Regions from separate parts of the Gossypium hirsutum genome. Here region 1 is linked to region 2. A link is a contact called in public Hi-C data. All regions are on one chromosome and are shown on one strand. The core of a region is the stretch at or near the end of the contact, and the rest is flanking DNA. Distances in the headings are between cores, read along the strand shown. Region 1 holds the start of LOC107889565 (auxin-responsive protein IAA16). Region 2 has its middle 10 kb from the start of LOC107962402.

Region 1 (4,572 bases), core at 481-2,980, 46 kb before region 2:
TGAGGTTGTAATGGCATTAAAGCCTTTAGATCTTTGCACTTCTTCTCTTTATCCGTCAATATCAAAGGCATCTTATCTAACCCTAGCAGGACATCCTCCAAATCCGTTTGTGCAAGACCTGCCTGCATCTTTACTTACCACAACATGAATATGGTGTTATGATCTAACAGCAGAATATCATACTTCATTGTCACCATTACCATGATCTAGATAAGCAACTCGAAAAGTTCTTGATACTAGTTTGTTGAACTAACGTCGATAATAGAAATAAAGAACGATCGCAAAGCAATAAGAAAGAAAAAAGAAAACACATAGATTTTACGTGGAAAACACTTTCGGGAAAAAATCAAGGGCAAAAGAGAAGAAAATTCACTAATGTCAAATTCGATTGATTGATGATGAGTTTCAACTACATCTATTTAAAGGTTGAAAAACCTTATTCTAATCAATGCCAAATAGATAAAGTGTAGTAAGGCTGAAAAACCTTATTCTAATTAAAATAAAATAAAAGAAATGTAGTTCTATATAGATTTTACCATTGTATTTTATTTTAACAATAATTCGGGTTATTCATTTCTAACATGATGAACTCCTTATGTGGTTTGTATTTAATTCTGGATGGTTGGATACTAGAGTTGTTTTGATGTTATCTTAATGCTATAATGATCTGATACATTAATGATTGATTTCATAGTTTGGTTTTATAGTTGTTGGTTGGTTAAGTTTCTAAGGGGGAGTATCATTTTGAATATTGGATTTACCTTACTTGATATTGTTGTAGTGTTTTTGGTAAAAAAGTTGCCAAAAGTGGAGAATGTTAGTTCCAGTTGCACATTTTAGTTGTACTATCAATTACGTCTCACTTTGCATTTGGACAGTTGTATAATTTTCCATATGTGTTGATATATTTTGACTAAATTCTTGTGATTATTTTTCTTACATGTCTTTGAGGGCTTTGAGCATAAATTAATTAGATTTGGTTATGTTGAATATCGTAAAACAAAAACTTTATTTGAAGAGTTTAAGTGTAATTTACTTATTATTTTGAAAGAGATCTTGTTTCTATTGAAGTTCAAATGTTGAAAATCTCTAGTTATTTGATGCCAAATAGAACACCAATTGGAGCAAAATCTACAATTGTCTATGTATTCATGTAAGAATTAGAAAGAGCACTTATTTGTTTATTAGAAGAACTTGCATTAAGTGCAATTTGATTGTAAATAAATTATTTTCATTTTCAGTTTGAGAGTGTGAGGTTTAGGGTGAATTTAGAAATTCTTTTAGGGAGGACTAAAATTAAATTATGAATTTTCGAGCTGTCAAATATAGATTTTATAATGTATTAATTTATGATTTTATAATTTTTAAGATGATATAATTTTAAAATTTTTAAATTTAAAAGGAATTCATTTTCCCCTTGTATCAGTTGGTGAAGTTATAATTAAATCACTATTTATATTGATTTATAGTGGATTTTACTCTTTGAACAAAAGAAACTACAAGGGACACGAATTACGCACCTATGCTATTTTACTCTTCCAATTATTCTATTTATTAAAACTAAACTTACAATCAACAAATAACTCAAAGCTAAAAGAAACCGAGTTAAAATGAATCTTCCGTTTTAAGTCTGATATAATTCAAATGAAATTCGCATGTAATGCCCCTAAAACATGAGATATATACCATAATAAACACCATTGTTAATAGCATCTTCATAAACTGGTTGTAAATTGGTGGAGCCTAGCAGACAAGAGGGAGGCAAACAACACAAACTCTTGTATCATTCTAACAATTACATCATCCATGACGCCACTTCCCCGACACATCTTGGACGGTTGAATTAACACTATCTCCACTTGGAATAATCGTCACCGTCCAAATCCCACAACCATAATATTCCGCAACAGTATATTATCTTTTGACATAAACCATATTTTGGCCTTCTTCTCTACCATTTTCACACTCTTCCTTTAGCAAAACCACATTCTCAAGAGAAACAAAGGGGAAAAAAAAAAGCAGAACGCAAGTGAAGAGATATCAGGAAAGAAAATTAAAGTCGGGTTGCTTTCGGGTTTTTGAGCTTTGTTCGTAAAATTTGGTGTATAAGTAACACAATGACTAGCATTATGGATGCAGAGCGTGACAAGTATAGCATGATTAATTTCGAAGAGACGGAGTTACGTTTAGGATTACCCACAGGCATTGAAAATGATAATGAAACCGCCAAAAATAATGGGAAAAGAGGGTATTCGGATATGGTTGATTTGAAGCTTAACCTTTCAACAACAAAGGAAGCATCGGTGGATGAAGCTGAGAAGATGAAGGAGAAAAACACTGCAAAGCCCCCTGCTAAGTAAGCTACCGTTATACTTTTTCTTTCTCTTGCTTCTTGGTTAGTTAATGATCTTGTTCCTTCATTTTTTTAATTTCTTTTTAGAGACAAGAAGTGAGCATGTACAAGCATCATGAGTATAGTTTTGAATGAAATAATACTTTCTTTTTTTGGCGACGGAAGTTGTTTTCGTCGCTAAAAAGCTCTTTCTGTTACTGAGATTAACTGTTGGATATTAGTTTGAATGGTACTAGAAGATGAGTCTTGATTGAATCTTGGCCATGTAAAGCGTAGAAACAATTTTTAGTGGGATATTTGGTGGCTTTAGTTGTTTGTCGGGAAAAAGAGGGAAAACAAAACATGTGGAATCTTTATTACTTTTCCCAGCAACCAAACAATAATTCAAAAGTTTTAACTTGAAAATGGCTAAGATAGTCCACAGCTAAGCTACCAAACTTTTGGTAGACGTCAATAGTTGACAATATTTTTTTTGTTTTTTTGCTAGTTTTTTTATGGTAAATTTGAATACTTGGATTTTAGGGCACAAGTAGTAGGATGGCCACCGGTCAGGTCCTTTCGGAAAAACATCATGACCGTTCAGAAGAACAGCTCCGACAACAAGGGTGAGAAAACCGGCAGTGGAAACACCATTAACACCGCCTTACCGGCGGCGTTTGTTAAGGTCAGCATGGATGGTGCACCCTATCTACGCAAGGTGGACTTGAAATTATACAAGAGTTACCAAGAACTATCGGATGCCTTAGGCAAAATGTTTAGCTCCTTCACTATTGGTAACTGTGGGGGTTCACAAGGAATGAAAGATTTCATGAATGAAAGCAAATTAATAGATCTCTTGAACGGGTCTGAATATGTTCCTACTTATGAAGACAAAGATGGAGATTGGATGCTTGTTGGTGATGTCCCATGGGAGTAAGTTATTTTCCAACTCCAGTTAATTTTTTTACAGTTATTTATACTAATTAATTTTATGATTTAAAATTAACTCAAATTTTTTAACTAAATTTTGTAGAATGTTTGTCGATTCATGCAAGCGTTTACGAATCATGAAAGGATCAGAAGCCATTGGACTTGGTTAGTAACTATTAGTTCTATGTAGACTAATTTTATTTGAATATATAGAAGCTTATGGGGATAATTTTTCATGGCACTGGCAGCTCCAAGAGCAGTGGAGAAATGCAAGAACAGAAGCTGATGCTAGCTTCATTACAAAACAACAATCTGAGTTAAGAATCAAGTGTTAGTAAGATAAAAAGAAAAGAGAGCAGCAAACCGGTTCGAAAGGGATCGAGCAGGGAGTTTGAATGTGTTCATCAGCATGAAGAAAAAAAGAGAAGAAATTATTAAGAGACAAGAAATCTATACGAAAAATATTTACAAGACTTGGTTTTAATTTCTTCTGTGGGTTGTGTAAGAATTAATAACCTAAAAATTATTAATAATGTTTTTGATTAGTTATGCATGTGATTTCTTTTCTTGTTAATGTTATATTGTAAGAAAAGATTCTGTGCATGTAATATTTAATTTAATGATCGGTTTTGATGAATTTTATAATGTTTTATTGTAATTGGTTTAGGAGACACACAAACAAGATCCATGAACGAAGTGATAAGGTTAAGGGCAACGCCATGTGCAAACGGCCGGCAGCATTTAAGATTTCAATTATAACTATTTTTTAATTAATTTTCAAATTATTTTAGAAAATAAATAAATTATCAAGTAACTAACAATTGAATTAGCTTAAATGCTGGATTTGGTTGGAAAAATAAAAAGCATATTCCTTTTAAGATATATCCGACATGAAACTAGGGATTTGTAAAATTTGGTTTTGTTCTTTCCATTTTTAAAAGATTCCTTTAATAAAAGGTTAATATTGATTCTCACCAATTTTGGGGCAACATCAATGATATGTATATGGAATCTGTGTTTGTCTTTCTCAATAATATTATCTTTAAGTTTTGAATCTACGTTCTTCTTGTGAGAGTGTAATGTGTCTTACTATTTTATTTAATCACTTGTTGATAAATTTAATGCTATAAGGTAGAAAGATGCTTAAATTTAAACGATTAATTTAATATTTTTTTATTTATGTTTTAATTAGTTAATTTATTTGAAATTTAGGATTAATACATTTCTCCACTTCATTAAAAAATTAAGAGCATTTTAATCAAAATGGTTATAATTTTATAAAATTAATGAAATTGGGTGAGAAATAATTC
Region 2 (4,859 bases), core at 1,701-4,200:
ATGAATTTGGTATTTTGTATAATTTAAAATTATATTTAATACATTATTTGGATATGTTTAGGGGATGATATAATAATTCCTTATGAAAAATGTCAATTAACATGACAATATACATTATAAAAAATTAAAATTTTGAAACTTTTAATAAACAAAATTTAAACTTTGTAATTATGATATAAAAACAAAATTGTTAAAAAATAATGTAATTTATTCTTTGAGATATAATGAGATATATTTTTGAAATTTTCGAAATATACAACTTAAATGAGCATCAGGTGAAAACTACATGCCAAATTACAAAGTTTAAATATAATAAGCTTACTTGCAAATGTTCAAGGAATTATTTTCCATTAATGTCACCCATCACTTTTTCTTGGATGTGGAATTAGACACTGACGTATCTCTTTGGAGGTTCAAACTAAATAATAAACATATATCAAATTTTACTTTTAGGCTTTATAACATGCTAAGAAAAAACTTTATTTCTTTTAATTATGAAACAGATGTAAAAATTAGCACTTACCTCCGATACCACACAGTCAATATGTGAAACATGGTTGCATTCTTTGCAAGAATAAATGCATGTCATGCTCTGGGTTTCTTTTTGTTTCACATGTATCACAATAGTATTCTTCATAATTATCTTCAATCACTAAAGTTGTGAGTACAAGTGGATGCAAATGACGTTTGTTCTTGACGACGGAAGGTAGTGAAATGCATTCAAGATGTATATAAAACATACACTTGAGGCAGCTGAACAACGTGTCCTTACAAGCTTCACCACATGAATCACATTGGGGAGATTCATCACCGAAAAAACCTTTCCCCAAATGTAGAAGATGGTGATCGGCATGGCAATTATGTTTTATCTCACGAAATTGATACTTAGCGCATGAATAGTGCATTGGGAAATTGCATGCTACACAAAAGAACAGCATGCCTTCAACGTCTTCATTGCAGGCTTTGCATGGAGGTCTCCACTCAGATTGGAATGGAAATATGGGAAGAGGATGTTGTGGATGGAACGAGCTCTGAACTTCCTTCGGTATGTGCTTGAGACAAAATTCGTGTAGAAAGAATCTTAAACAATAAGTGCAAGCATATATTATACCGCAAAGGCGTTGTCTACGTGCCATGCAAGTCAAATCAAAGTTTGGCTCTGTTTGTAAAATGCCGATCTTGCATTGTGTAATTAGATGGGGGTGACTAAAATGGTTGAATATGGTTTTGACTTTTCTCACTTTTTGGGTTTCATCTTTTGAAGTAGCACATTTGTTGTCAAGGTTGAATGAACAAAGTTTACAGCTATAACGTGAACCAATACATAGTTCTTCACATCTGTCACACATAAATATTGTTTCTTCTTCATAATCATCATTTCGTATCAATGGGTGAGGATGAAAAGAAACACTTAGTATCCGAGAAAAAAAAAAGGAATTGTTAGAGATAAGGATAATTTATTGTTTCTCCGCTTTCATTTTGGAATTTTAAATATATTATTTCAATTCTACACATTGTCAAATTGTGATATGATTAGTATATTAATAATCTTTGAGAACTAAAATAATAAATTATTACATAGATACTAACCATCTCCAATCCCAAACTTCCATCGTCAAAATTCTCTTTTCTTTGAGGATCTAAATGCATCTTTTTCGGAGGCTCAAGTACCTAAGCACAAATGTTTAGTTTCATACTTGTACCAAATACAACAAAACCTTCGTAATAAGTTTAGGATAGTGAATAACATCGGTTTTGTTTTGGTTTAAAACTTAGTAATTATACATGTGCCATTTTTTTACCACGCACATTTCTATTGTGAGTTAAACGACTACTATTTTAGCTATTACAGTTGTCTTACCTCGGAAAGGAAACAATGAATATATGCAATATAATTGCATTCTGCGTAATAATAAACATGGTGTAGTCAACCAATTTTGTCCGGGCCCATTTAATTTATTTGCAAATAAATAAACCCAAATAAATGAATAAAAGTCCAAGACTAAATAGTTCAAAAAAAAATCCATTTACAAAACACTAAATAACCCATGGCCCAAAACCCAATTCTAATAAACCCATTTTCTAACCAAATACCCCAAAACTTTTTAGCCCAATTACATAATGTCTGGCCCAAATTGTATATTTCCAAAACCCAATAAAAATTAGCCTAAATAACCCCAAAACCCGAGGCCCAATGCACCTAGAATTATTTCAATTTCCTGAGAATGCTAGAAGCTTCTAGAGTAAGCCAGAAGGACACCAAAAGGTTAGCTTCTCACGAGAAATTTCCACGCTCAGCCTCCACGTCACCAGGGGGGCTCCTCCGTACGGCCGTTCCCGCAAAGAATACACGAGAAGAGAGATAACAGAATTTACAGAAGATGACAGCGATGAACATAGAATTTCATTTTTTTACTTTATTCTGTAAATCCAGGCTATAAAAAGCCTCATTTTTGTACTCCAGAGATTTTTATGCACACAGAATATACATCTACATATGCACACTAAATTCTGAAAAAAGGTATTTCGAAAGCAAGTTTATAAACGTGATTTTCAGTTTTTTTTACTGGCTTTTAGTATTTTTCGTTGAATCTTTTCATTTTTTTCTCAATCTTTCGATATTGTATTTCAAAATAAAAAAAGAAACGAAAAGGGGATCTTACTTTTTCAAATTCGCCACGGATTCTTCTTTGCTTCGTTGAGATCGAAGTATGAGGAATGATCTTGAGGCCGCAAACTGGTTTCTGGATTCTGGAAGTTCTATTGTTGGAGGCGGTATGCTAAAGGAAACCCTAAAATAATGGGCTGATAGCATGATTCATTTCAAAAGGGGAAGGAATTATGTTTTAGGTTAAAAAATGATTCAAAAAGAGGGGGTTAGCAGCAGGCCTAAAACGACGCCGCACAGGGGGGAGGGTCCGCGCGTTAACCCGCCTAGAGCCCCGAATTTGTGCCTTTGCGCCTGGAATGGTATATTTTCGCGGAAGGTCCCTCCTCCTTGTACCGCGGCGCAATCTGCTCCCATCTGCGTTTAATCTGCTTTATTCTCTTTTAAATTATCCCTAAAATTTGAAATACTTTTATGTTTTAGTCCACATTTCAACACAATGTTTCAAGATCAGGGATTATTTCAATATTGATCCCTGTAAATTCATGTGTGTTATATATGTGTCTCCTTTAATAGTTTTACTTATTTTGTAAATTTTCTTTTTATTTTACTTTAATTTCGATTAAGTATTTTATTAGATTTATGTTATAAATTTGGGTTTATTCACTTATATATTTTCAGTCTTTTTATTAATGTTGTATATTCATCCTTGTTTTATTTTCGTTTTTTATTTGTTACTGTTTATATCGTTTGTAATGTTAATATTAATGGTATTATTTGTATTGTTGGTTACTTATTTGTTGTAATTTGGGATACTTGAATTTCCATATTGTTGTACATTATTTTATGTGTTATTATACATGTATATACCTCATAATACTTGGTTTTATTCCATGAACATTATTAACATTAAAATTAACTATTTTTTCACATATTGATGTTATTAGTATTTGTTTTTTTAAATAAAATCGCATGTTATATACATTAACTAAATTTTAACTATACATGTACGAAAATTATTGATATACATAATTTAAATACCTTTTTAAATATTAGTATTTTTATGCATATAATTTCTTTTAGATTTATTTACATATCTTTCTTCTTTTTAAAAAAATCCATCATATTTTGTGTATTATTTAAGTTATTATTAAACATATATTTAGAGCATATATTTAATTTGTATTCATTATTAAAGCCAAGATATTTTTATACATATATATATTTTTTGTAGTAAACTCATATAATTGTGTTTTTAAAATTATTACGTATATAAGTTATGTTTAATTCTATAATTCATATTTTAATTAAATGATATTTTGACCTATAATTATTTCTAGCATTTTTACATGTATATGGTACATATTAAATTATTTTTACTATGGTACATGTTATTAATTTCATATAATTTTGTGTAAATATTTTTTCTATGTATATATACATCCTCTCTTAAAATTATTTATGTGTATAATATTTTTAAGAACCCTTTTAAATCATATAATTTATTGTATTTCATATTATTTATATATATATATTTACTTATATAACTTATATATTTACTTCATTTTTTTATTAGTTTTATTTTTTATCAATACAAAGGTTTCATAAATTGACTTTGTATATTATTTTATATCATATATTGTTATTCCTTCATATTTAATATATTATTTAAATTATCTTGTGAATTCTCAATTTTTGAATAAATTTATGTTTTAAATATTTTGTGCATGATTTGATTTGAACTTTGAAATTTATAATAATTATTTCAATAAACATATATCCCAAGTTTTATGCAAATGTGTCAACTTAGATATATTATATGACCATTAATCCTTCATTTTGTTTCATACATATTTTTGTACATCATTTTATTTTGTGTTATGATCATGTATACTATTTTTTTTATTATTCATTATCCATGCTTAAAGAATTTTTTATTACATTATACCTAGAATGAATGTTAGACATATTAAGCAAGGTTTATTGTATTTCGAGTATATTATTTCATATTTTTTTTATTTTTTATAATGCATTAAATATTTCATTAATTTTTAAATGAATAAACATGTTTTTTGAGCAAATTTCTAAATTTCAATTATTTAAAGTTTTTGAAATAAGGCAATATCTAATATTTGGGGAATTCGGAAAAATTATGCTCAATCGTACTGGGTATGACTTTTCCGACGAACCAAATATTTAGATAACCTTTTATACTTTTAATGCATAAGTTTTTTTAAAAAAATTCGAAAAT

The links. A called contact is a pair of places that touch in the nucleus more often than the background predicts.
Region 1: a contact with region 2 is called in a Hi-C map of leaf, with 2.0 times the contacts expected there. The contact joins the promoter of LOC107889565 here to the enhancer-like site in region 2. A contact is called at or near these places in 9 of 34 Hi-C or Micro-C datasets (anther, callus, cotyledon and 5 more).

Annotation. Positions count from the first base shown.
Region 1 is chrA11:107,023,703-107,028,274 of Gossypium_hirsutum_v2.1, reverse strand. It overlaps LOC107889565 (auxin-responsive protein IAA16), which reads left to right and starts at 1,730. Exons shown (of 4, transcript XM_016814042.2): 1 at 1,730-2,356; 2 at 2,876-3,265; 3 at 3,366-3,427; 4 at 3,511-3,899. The coding sequence starts at 2,118. The coding sequence ends at 3,548.
Region 2 is chrA11:106,978,617-106,983,475 of Gossypium_hirsutum_v2.1, reverse strand. No RefSeq gene overlaps it. Among protein-coding and RNA genes, the nearest start is that of LOC107962402, 10 kb to the right of the region's middle. Within about 2 kb of position 2,950, at least 9 of the 9 cell types and tissues checked have an H3K27ac peak or open chromatin away from gene starts, as enhancers often do. A contact at or near this core is called in cotyledon, fibers, hypocotyl and 1 more, where this site is marked.